3 separate regions of the Zea mays genome follow, and regions 2 and 3 are each linked to region 1. Evidence: chromatin contacts called from public Hi-C data. All regions are on one chromosome and are shown on one strand. The core of a region is the stretch at or near the end of the contact, and the rest is flanking DNA. Distances in the headings are between cores, read along the strand shown. Region 1 holds the start of LOC100285166. Region 2 holds the start of LOC100277827. Region 3 holds the start of LOC100279470.

What was found. A called contact is a pair of places that touch in the nucleus more often than the background predicts.
Region 2: a Hi-C map of bundle sheath shows a contact between it and region 1, with 2.0 times the contacts expected there. The contact joins the promoter of LOC100277827 here to the promoter of LOC100285166 in region 1. A contact is called at or near these places in 8 of 25 Hi-C or Micro-C datasets (bundle sheath, ear, endosperm and 4 more).
Region 3: a contact with region 1 is called in a Hi-C map of ear, with 1.9 times the contacts expected there. The contact joins the promoter of LOC100279470 here to the promoter of LOC100285166 in region 1. A contact is called at or near these places in 4 of 25 Hi-C or Micro-C datasets (bundle sheath, ear, leaf and 1 more).

What each region holds. Positions count from the first base shown.
Region 1 is chr7:167,818,965-167,822,811 of Zm-B73-REFERENCE-NAM-5.0, forward strand. It overlaps LOC100285166, which reads right to left and starts at 1,654. Exons shown (of 8, transcript NM_001158060.1): 1 at 813-1,654; 2 at 369-492; 3 at 60-203. The coding sequence starts at 1,343.
Region 2 is chr7:167,980,633-167,984,479 of Zm-B73-REFERENCE-NAM-5.0, forward strand. It overlaps LOC100277827, which reads left to right and starts at 1,649. Exons shown (of 1, transcript NM_001151296.2): 1 at 1,649-2,749. The coding sequence starts at 1,650. The coding sequence ends at 2,450.
Region 3 is chr7:167,686,424-167,690,270 of Zm-B73-REFERENCE-NAM-5.0, forward strand. LOC100279470 reads right to left here and starts at 1,744. Exons shown (of 4, transcript NM_001360975.1): 1 at 1,516-1,744.

The DNA of each region.
Region 1 (3,847 bases), core at 404-2,903:
AAACAGTTAATGTTTACAGATGTATCAAAACTGTCCATCATTCCAGATACAAAACTAACCTGCCCAGAATGGGGGGACACCACAAAGAAGAATGTACAGAATCACTCCTGCACTCCAAACATCAACCTCTGGGCCATAGTTTCTCTTTAGCACCTCTGGAGCCATGTAATAAGGACTTCCAACAATCTCAGAAAACCGTTCGCCTACACAAATTCAAATTCGGTTCTTCAACATATGCCATGAAACCAAGCAGCAAAAGGGATAAGACAGACCACCACAGTCGAGTGATCATATTGTCAACAAGATGACATTATTGACAATGACTGATGAAGAAAAATGACAAATAGATAAAGGAAAACAAACTGCACCTGGAGTGAAAAATACAGACAGGCCAAAATCAATGGCCTTAAGTGCCGCTGATTCTTTCTTGTTTGCAAACAAAAAATTTTCTGGTTTGAGATCCCTGTGCATCACTCCATGCTTATGGCACATCTGACATTGCAAAAGTTAACTCATCATTATGATTATGAACGAGTTAAATACTGAAGAAATGAAATCACAACCTATCTAATTACAGGATGATAACCATGGAATGATACTCTAAGCTAGCAGCCAGAAGCCCAGAATGAACACAGTTAAACATTTACTACTGCATAACCTATCGAATAAACTATTGAGAAAGTTATCATATTAGTGACCAGAAACTGACCCCACACGACATAATGAGAGTAACCGAAACACGTGTAACTACATTCATTTGTAATTTTGCTGTCCAACAGTAATGATTCTACTACGTATAGTCAAAATCTCACCTGCACGACCTCAACGATAGTGCGTAAGACCAAGGCGGCAGCACGCTCAGTGTAGTGTCCCCGCGCCACGATGCGGTCGAAGAGCTCACCGCCCTCGCAGAGCTCCATGACGAGGTGCACGGCATTGTCGTCCTCGTACGTGTCCCTGAGCGTGACGACGTTGGGGTGCTTGGGGAGGTGGCGCATGATCTCCACCTCCCGGCGCACGTCCTCGAGGTCGACGGCGGTGCGGAGCTTCTTCTTGGAGATAGACTTGCAGGCCAGCGCCTCCCCTGAGGCACGGTCTGTGCAGAGGTAGGTAACCCCGAACTCGCCGCGCCCGAGCTCCGCGCCGAGCTCGTACCGCGCCGCGATGTCCCGCCCCGTGGGATCCCGCAGCACCACCAGCTTTGGCGCGCTCGCCTGCCCCGAGCGGTTGTACTCGATCGAGAAGGGGTTCGGCTTCTTACCCTTCTTCTGCTTCGGCTCCTTGGGCTTCTTGCCGCCGCCGGCGTCGTCGGCTGCTTTCGGCGTCACGCAGCAGTTGCCCATCCCCAGCCGCCGCGGAGATCCGACAGTCCCGGAGAAGGCGAATTAAGGAACCGCACGGCCGGCGGAGATCTGTTGGGGGCGGAGAAGGACGGGGGTGGACAGAGCGGCCGAGGAACGAACAGCGCGTGCGCGTTTGGAGTGCGCGGTTGTATGGAAGCGGAGGCGGCGAGCGAGGCGAGGGGTTAAATCGCGCGGGGATTCGGTGTAGACGGGGTCAGCGGTGGCGGCGTCTAGCCCCCGTGTGGGAACCCGCCACTGGTAAAGCCAAGCCCAGCGACGGGGCCGCGGAAGAGGAGGCAACGGAGGAAGGTGGGAGCCGAGCCGAGCGAGGGAGGAGGTGGTCAAACACGACATCACTCACGCATTTCCTCTTCCTTCGTTATTTCTTTTCTCCTCTCGCTTTCATTTTATTTTATCTTGTTCGTATTTTTTTTAAATTCAGGTCGAATTTTGTTTTTACTTTTCCTATGATTTTATCTTATTTCCGCTGGTGACTAGTATATATTTAATGGCCTTACGGGAGAGGAGACATTGATGGAAGAGTGAAGAGGACTGAACGGAAAAGGAGATTAGGTGAGGAGATTTAAAATGACATTGCGCAGGATTCGTGCAATCTTGGCCGCCTAATCATAGCGGACAGGTCGACGTTTTGATGGTTGCAAAAAGCGTAGCTCGCTACACTGATTAAGCGGCGAGCGGAATTTCTGTTCAAAGTTAAATCGAGAAGAGTAAGATATGTCACTCATCTGGATATTCACATTCATGTTCATTTCATTGTTTGTTTTGCAAAATATCAAATAGTTACAAGTGTTGGAAACGTGTGAAGGAATCGCCGGATAAAAATCACAAAGCAAAAGGGTGAAAGTGAGACCATCTACTTTGATGCTACGACGACAACAACCTATTAGTTATGGGTTGGTTACACATGGACTTGCTTAGAACGCAAGGGTTCCTTCAATTCCTTCAAAACTTTTAAGTAGGTTTTCAGAATGAAGATGTTTGATACATTTTTTTTTGCGATGACCGTGGTGGACTCCAGAGATCCTGACATACCTTTTTTAAAAAAAATGAAAGAAATGGGTGTAGATTTTTTAAAGGAATCGGAACTGTCCAAAAATATTTATGCACTCTTTGGAATAAACTGTTATGAATAGGGTTATTCCTAATGCTAGGTTTCATTGCCCTGTTTTTAATAATGCCGCATCAGTTTTGTTAATGAAACCGTGTATAATGGATGAAACTCAACTTTCATGAAACGATGTTGTGCATTCTTAGGCTTCTGTGTTTGAAGGAACAATAATCTTGAGGGAAAAAATGACTTTATAGGTTTATTTTATAGGTCTATTTAGTGAAACTTCATCAACTCTAGATTTCCTAAAAGTATATCTGAATTAAATTTTTACCTAAACATGTTTAGATTTGAAAGTATCTAGATATCTAGTTGGTTTCCAGTGATTGCAAGATTATCATGACTAGTTTATGGTTTATACAGATAAATTGAGTTAAGTCACAATATTAGAGACTAGTTGGGCTTTATGTGGTTTTCACATAGAAAACAAATCTAAGATTTTAAACGATGAGTAAGAAAAATAAGAATCAACTAGTTCTAAGTGACAAATTTTAATTTGGTCATACTATAAAAGATGCATAGATGGTTAGCTTAAACTAGACAAGTCTTGTGGCGATGCACACTTTGCACAATCTAGTGCTATATAACCATATAAGAAAAATAGACCACGGCTCAATGGTAATTAAGTTTTGTGCTTGATAATCAATATGACCATTTAGACTAATGTTATTTGGTAGTGTCTTTAGTTATAGTTTAAAGGTTGTATAGTGAACTTGGATAAAGGCAAAAAGGAACACTTCAAGCAATACATTACAAGACTTACAAAAGCAAGAAAAGTGTTCAGACCGTCATGAGGGTGCCAAATCATACAGCGATAGCTAACCTCAGCCAGTAGAACAATATGAGCGTATGGGTAAGGCATGGGACTGTTTTTGTACGTGACCGTCAGAATAAAGAAGAAACACCGAACATAAAGGCTCAAACGAGAAAATTGAAGTGTTAGTCTAGCATTAACACATTAATTACCAAAAACTACTAAGGGATTAGGTGTTTTCAACCTTTGTCCAAATTCACTTGAGTGTCTTCTGAACTAGTGGATCTCAAGTTAACTGTACCCTTGCAGCACGTATCTCCCCCGGGAAAAAAAAAACAGCATGATGTCCAACTTGTTTGAGAAAAACACACCTCGCACAGGATCCCCGATACCTCGCAAAACTCCACCTGCAGTTTTGCATTTCGTTCCTGCTTTTGCGCTTGCTGCCCTCTGAATTTCATATGATCTTCGTGGCCATGTTTTTTCTTCTTCTTCCCCTTGCCATTCAAGACGCCCTAACCACTATCTCCATCCACTAGTTACAATTCACACGCCGTGTGTCCCGCTTTGAGTAAACCCCCCAACTTGATGGTACCTTGTGTACTAGGCACCCGTCCAGTT
Region 2 (3,847 bases), core at 399-2,898, 160 kb after region 1:
ACAGCGGTACTGTCTATCTCAGATAGGTCCTGTAATTGTTTTACAATTTTTTGTCGAGTACAGCTCTTCCTGTTTTTCCGGTACGCTTTCTGCTCTCATCTATAGTCATACTATTAGTACCTAGTACCTACGATGAGTATTATATTCTCTCTCACTAATTTTAGCAGTATGGAGCAATGTTGCTACGACTACGACGCAGTCACGAGCAGTACCAAACAGGCCCTAAGTAGGCCACACCGTACCTGTTTAAGGGCCCGTAGTTACGATTATGGGCCTTGAGCCCGTTATTATGACTACGGGCCTTCGTTTCCGCGCTGCCAATTCACCGGGACAGAAGAACACGGCGCGAACTTCAACAAATAGCAAGCACAGATGCAACTTTACAAGAAAGGGATCCCCGCTCCAGTATTAATGACCACTGTACTTTCACTTTGCAGTACACTCGAAAATGAACGAGCAACCTTCCTAGCCAGGGTACTTTCACTTCAAATGTGCAATGTATAGGATCTGTTTGGTGTTATTTATAAACCGTTTATGGTTAAAATAAACTGAAACTAGATGGGGAAAAAAAGGATAATGACTAAGAAAGTAAACAACAATTGTCAAAGTTATTTCTTATGTGTGATGATGACCCCACCACAAGTGTATGCTGGCCTAATGCTTAAAGTTATTTTTTTTAATGCATGGTGTGTCTATCATAGCAATTGGGTGATGCGGCATAGCATTATCTATAATCGTGATAATGTAGGTATTGTTTAAGTGGCCAGAGAGAATCCAAAATCTGTACCCCGATGAACAATAAATAGCTTGATAGTTGTCACTTCTAACTGTACTTACTAGTAAGAACAAACAAACTAAACCATTTTTAGATTCTCACCACATTAGGATCCTCATCCTTGTGTTCAAATTATCATGAGCTGCTAAATATTAGTGTAACTAGTTTCTAATTAAACGATATCCATTATTACTCCTAATTAATATTAAGAAATGCGATGTAGCCAACCAAGGCCACGTTTGGTTTGATCGGCTAAAGATTACTCACTCCATTTTAATGAGTTGTGTTATGAATACTTTTAAGGGATGTTTGGTTATTTTAGTCACCTTTTAAATTTTAGTGACTAACTCTAGTTCTTAAAAAAATATATTTTAGTATCTCGTTTGGTATGTTAGAAACTAAAAGTGTCACTAAAGTTTAGGATACACCAACCAAACACCCTCTAAATTAGATAGAGACTAAACTTAGGCCTCCAACAAACTTTAGTCGTGAACTATGAGAATGTTTGAATGTATCATAATTAATAGTTACCTGCTAAAATTAGTTGCATATATCTAAACAATCTATCTAATAGTTCAATTATTAGTTATTTTTAGCAAATTAATTAATAGTTAGCTAGATATTTGTTAGCTAGCTAATTTCACTAGAATTTTTAGCCAACGGACTATTAACTCTAGTGTATTTAAACATTTCTAAGAGAGCTGATTTGGTGAACAAGTATCACGATAGGAATCACAAAATAGCAATTAAATTTCTTTTCATGATCTCTCTCGATCACGGGTCACTAAACCACCATAAAAAATACCAAACACTCCTTAAACTTCAACCAATCACCCCTCGTTGACCTAGTAAACTCCGGTATCTCGCCTGTCTGATGGCCGCCACAACCGCCGCCGACGCATTCCCCTCCACCGTCTCCTCAGACTCGGACTCCGACGACCTACTTCTCCCGAACCTCCTCCCCTCCACCACCACCGCACCCGCACCCTCCTCCCCATCGCGCGAGCAGCTCCACCACTTCCAAATCCCCTCCCTCCCGTCCCCCATCACCGTCCGCGCGCTCCCGTCACGGGGCCTCTCGTTTCAGCTCTGGCCCTCGGCCTCCACCCTCCTGCGAGTCCTCCCTGCCACCCCGTGCCTCCTCCCGCGCCCGCCCGCGCTGGGGAGCCCGCTCAGCGTCCTCGAGCTCGGCTCCGGCACCGGCGCCGCGGGGCTCGCCCTGGCCGCGGCGCTCCCGGCGCGCACCGTCCTCTCCGACCTCCCCGACGCGCTCCCCAACCTCCGCCACAACGTCGAACTCAACGAGCACCTCCTCGGCTCCGCCGGTGGCGCGGCCTCCGTCGTGCCGCTCCGATGGGGCGACGCCTCCGCGATGGCGGACGTGGCCGTGGCGCAGACGGCGTCCCCGTTCGACCTCGTCGTGGCGTCGGACGTGGTGTACTACGAGGAGTTGGTGGACCCCTTGATAGAGACGCTGCGGTTCTTTGTGAAGGGGGAGGTGGCATTCGTGATGGCGCACATGAGGCGGTGGAAGCGCACGGACAAGAAGTTCTTCGGCAGGGCGAGAAAGCTGTTCGACGTTGAGGTGGTTCACGAGGATCCACCGCTCGAGGGCTGGCGCCACGGGCCGGTGGTTTACCGGTTCACCGCCAAGAAGCAGCACGGCAAGAAGTGAAGAAACTACCTTAAGGTAAAGGCTGCTTGCTTGCCTATCTGCATGTGTTCATGTTGCAGCGCTGCTGCTGCTGCTGTTTGTCCTCGTTTGTTGCGTGCTAGATTCCAATGTTGGAAACAGAAAGTAGTTCCTTGGAACAATGTGCAACTCTGGACCAAAACTGGGTTGAATTTGCAGGCATATTGATTTACATTGTATCGGTGAGGTTTTGCTCTGGTTTACTATATACTATCTAGTTTGATGAGTTCAATGTAAGTGTCATATTACATTTTTCGAATTGAGGAATCTTTATTCTTCTCTGTTTTTGGTGGTAGCTCATGTTGAGTTTCAACTCTAACCTAGCCAAACTTGTAGGGTAAAAGGCTTTTTTGTTGCTGAAGGATCTTGTTCTTATGTATGATACATTTTCCTAAAAAATCTTATATATGGTAAAATATATGATGTGAAATACTAGGTAGTTGCCACATGTACTTTGCAAGTAATAATGTAGTATTATATCCACATGATTGTTTGGATGGTGTAATTTCATGGTTTGATATTTCAAACTGCTTCTAGGTCCTTGTGCACTACAAAACAAATGTTTGTTTCACCATTAACTTAAGTAGCATAAATTAACCGGTAGTTTCAAACTTTCCAACACCACTTCTATGCCATTATGTGATAATAATAAATGTTTGCTTCAATATGACCTTAAGTAACAGAACATATTTATCCATTGTTAAACTGCGATCGGAGGTTGTCAACATGCGAATGCTTTGTCTGTATAGCATGTTAACCTCGCTCTGCTTGGAGGGCTTCTCTTGCACTATTTTCTAAAACTTTTCTCTAGGTGAAGCTCTAATGAATTGAGTCTTTCTCATATGAAATGAAAGGTTCCCTTCATGTGTTACAACGAAACCTTGGATCTTATTACTATATTGTGATGTTGAATATATGTCCAAGAGGCAATCATGATCCATAAGAACGCTAATGGGTCTTTAGGGTAGCTTCTCCACTGCCACCAATGCCTCTAGTCGGTTAGAGGGGATGGTGATGACGTTGTTGGGCCCCAGCATCTTGAGGACTAGATGCCCTGTAGAGCATGTGGCGCCCAAGGTTTGCGTTGTAGGGAAGATGGAGCTCGACAACGGTGAACTCCACATATTCAGCGTGGAAGTTCACGCGAGTGCCGAAGGCGACCGGCACCTTGATTGAGTCAATTGGGAGGATCATCCTCGGGGAGATTTCGACAAACAGGCGGGCTTCGTCTGTGGACTGTGGGATCTACATCTTGTTAAAGGCATACATCAACAAGATGGTGATGCCGGGCCTATCATCAACCATGACATGCTTGAATTTGATATTGTTGATGGTGGGAGAGACGACAAGAGGAAGGATCCCTGCGCCTACCATGTTAC
Region 3 (3,847 bases), core at 494-2,993, 130 kb before region 1:
ATTAGATCTAGTTGTACACAGTGTACGTGGTAGATTCTAGACCTTAGCAAATAAGATCCTGAAAAGATTATCAATCAAGATATCACGCACAGCTTTGAATGCATCATATGCGAGTGAATTATATATTTTTTTATTGTTTTTAACTGCTACTATTATATGCAACATATATTCTGGTTAAAACATTGTCATAAAAGTTGCAGACCTTTTTTTTAATGTGGAACTAGATTTTTTTATTTTAGTGCCAACATAGTAACTGTACAATACAATGTGAGCGAAGCAAACCATCGCTAGCACTGAGACTCCCCCCCCCCTCCCTGCCCCGTGCAATCTTTTTTGACAAACATTTTCATGTGCATAAATAATTGTAAGCGTGAAAAAAAATCAATTTGCTACGGGTAGCTGGTACTTTAGGAATCTTGCTAAACGGCACCGGTACATGAAAATTGAGAAACATTTTTACATGTGCATTTGTTGTGTGTCCTGTACCAATAGCTACACTTTTAATAAATTCCACTATCTCGCTTCTTTTTTTTCAAAAAACACTATGTATCGCTGAGCAGAAGTCAAATAAATATTATTCCACAGCAAAAAAACAGAATTATAAATAAATATTGGTTAAACGTGGCTAAATAAAGAAGATGGTGGTGATGTGGTCAAACTTTTGGGAAAAAATGTATTCTCCGAAATTTAAACCAATCAATCCGACCATATCCGCCAAACAGCCTAAACACCGTGAAAAACTGTACAGGATTAGCAAAATATCACATGTGACGCACCAAAACATGTGTCAGCGTCAGCGCCGAACATCCCCGGCTGGGATTCGAGGCACGGAAGGACAAAAGGGAAGTTGCTAGCGAGTTCAACAATGTCATCCGGTAGCATCTACAATGCTTCTAAATCTGTGATACGTCCGAGGTCCTCCTAACAGTTGGTTTTGCCTTTCCGCGTTCCATCATTTCCTAATGCAAATATACACGATTTTTACTAGGTTCAAAGAGAAGGGGAAAAAAAAAGCTTTGCGCTAATCATGGCTGCATTTTCGTCAGGGTAGCAAAGCAAAGGGAAGAAAAATAACAACGACGACATTTTTCAGTCATCCCCCCCACCAAAGCATTAGCATCCCAGCTGGCAGCTACTGCGTGTTACGCTCAATCCACTAATCGCTTTATGAATCCTCACAAGCAAGGCACCGATTCACAGTCTATGCCCCCAAATTTTTCGCGAGTTGCACAGCGAATTGCGCCAGGTCGTAAGGGAGTCAACAGGGACCGATCTTGCGCGTCAGAGAAAACAGGAACGAAATCGAGCCATTGAATTAACATCAATGGATGCATGTATTAGACCACTAGCCTGTCGCCAAGCAGAGAAATCCGCTTATAAGTTTTATATATAACCGATGGGCTGGACGATGTAGAGATGCGGATTCGATTGCGCGCACAGGGATGAGATCCCACGCAAGTACGCAACACAGTTCAAGTAACCATCCATCGAAGCAAGATGAGGAAGGAGGCTTACCAGAAAATGGAAACGCCCGCAGGCCCGGACGGATCTCCACTCCACGCGATTCAGCCGAGAGGGCAACGACGAAGACGAACGAGGAAACACGCGAATTACTTCGAGATGGATGACGTGCTCCGGCGGCGGGATGCCGGAGATGCGACCGCTGGCGAAGTGGACGTGCGGCGGCGATGGTGCTGCCTGGCGTGGCGCGGGCGCTGCCGAAGTGCAGAGGACGACGATGGTGTGTGTGTCTGTGTGTGAGACGGACTGAGACCGTGTGAGAGTTGCTTTGAGGCTAAACGGGGCAGCAGAAGGGAGGACGTGGAACTGGACCCAGAGAATTTAAGCGGGCTAGGCCGGGCCAGTAGAAATCCTACTGGGCTTACAGAGGCCTCACTGAACCACCCTGTTACATTACTGGGCCTAGGCTTGGCTATAGATTTTGAACTCTTTCGCTGCCGGCTTGATCAAACTAGTAGTGTGTCGTCTGCGCTAAAGCTACGTTAAACTACAAAACATGATAAAATTTATAAAATAAATAGCTATATCTATTAATATTAGCGTATTATACATAGTACAACTAAATATTTATGTGACATAATGAATATTATCTCTATTTCTTTATTGTCGCATTTTTGTTGAAAAATAAACTAGCAGACTCAAGAGATCAAGTAGAGACTTCATAGAGGAGCGGTTGGGTGCTTTGAATCTACCTCAATGTGGGCTATGGGTGACCGGCAAGTCATTGACACCACGAGAAAAATCATTGTGTCAAGTGTTGTCAACTCCCCGTTGGTTTTCAACTTTCCTCACTAGCTTGTATTTACTTGTTCATATGCTTATGCTAGTGAGTATTTGTTGCTCTTGTATATCTAGTCATACTTGTTGTAAAATAATTACTCACTTGTTAGCTTGTGTAGCTGATCCATTTTGCTTAGCTTGTGTAGCTAAGTAGTTGTTTCTCTCTCGTTGTGCTTGTGTAGTGCAACTAGTGAGTTTTGCTAGTAGTGGCTTGTGCTTTGTGCGCTTTGCTTAGTAGTATGGTTAGGAGCTCTCGGTGTGCTTAGAATTATAGTTGCATAAGTTTGTATGATCTTGCTAACTAGATTTAGGTGGGAGAGCTCTTTCACTAACTTGGCACCTTAGTTGCTTCGATTAGAATCTTTTGTCAGGTGTTTGTTATAGTTAAAGGGGTACAGTCTTGGCTAGACCAAAACAGTATTAATTCCAAATTTATTCGTGTTAGCCAACATAATTAGTTTTAGAAAGAACTATTCACCCCCATCTAGTCCATCATCTAGATCCTACAAGTGGTATCGGAGCCTGGTTCTCTCATTTGGTGGCCTTAACCAACCCGAGAGTAAGTAGGATGGCGACTAAAGGTATAGTGGTTACTTGTGATCCACACATTTGGCACACACTTTGCACAGAGGAAAGCTTGTAAGAGTTATTATTCCCGTGTTATTGATGCGAAATTATGGTGGATTGTGAGTGTTGGCTTTTCTAGTCCCTTGGATGAGAAAACAAAAGATCTCACCCAAGCCAAAGATAAATGCTTACATCTTGAATACCAAGATACTAACATTTTATATCAATGGATAAGTGATGAGGTGTTCAAGGAAATTATGTATATGAATACCGCTGATGATATTTGGACATAACTTGATGGTGTATATGGGAGGATCTCTAACGAGGATGTTGAGCACATCCACAACATAGTGGTTGTGGAAGATTGCTCCACCTCATGGTCAAGTGATGATGATGAAGGCATACCATAAGTTCACTTGATAATCATGACTGTGATGGCTCAAACTCAAGTGATGCAAATGATTGTTCTATCTCAAGCATACTTGATGATTATGGTGATTGTTCATGCTCGGACGATGTTATCGCTTCTACAAGCCCATCCATTACACCACATTGCTTCATGTCACAAGGTAATACGAAGGTATATTGTAATACTCAAAATTGTATAAAGGGATTATATAGTGATTTCCTTATTATATGTTCCTCGCTTGCATCATAAAAAGAGCATACATAAAATTTAGAGATGAACTAAAACAAAGGATAAAAAAATATGCATCATGTTGGAGTTATATGTTTGTGCATTGAATGAAATAATAAGGTAATAATAATAAGATAATACTTCTTAGAAGTGGAATTAAACCCTAAATTTAAAATTAGGGTTTTTGAAAATGAGAAGAAGAGAAATGATATAAAGAAAATAATAATAATATAATTATATTTCCAAAGTTGGTATTCTAAATTCCACAACATGAATTGAGAATAAATTAAGCACAAGTTTGAATTCAAATTCGAAATTCAAATTGAATTTGGGGGGAAATAG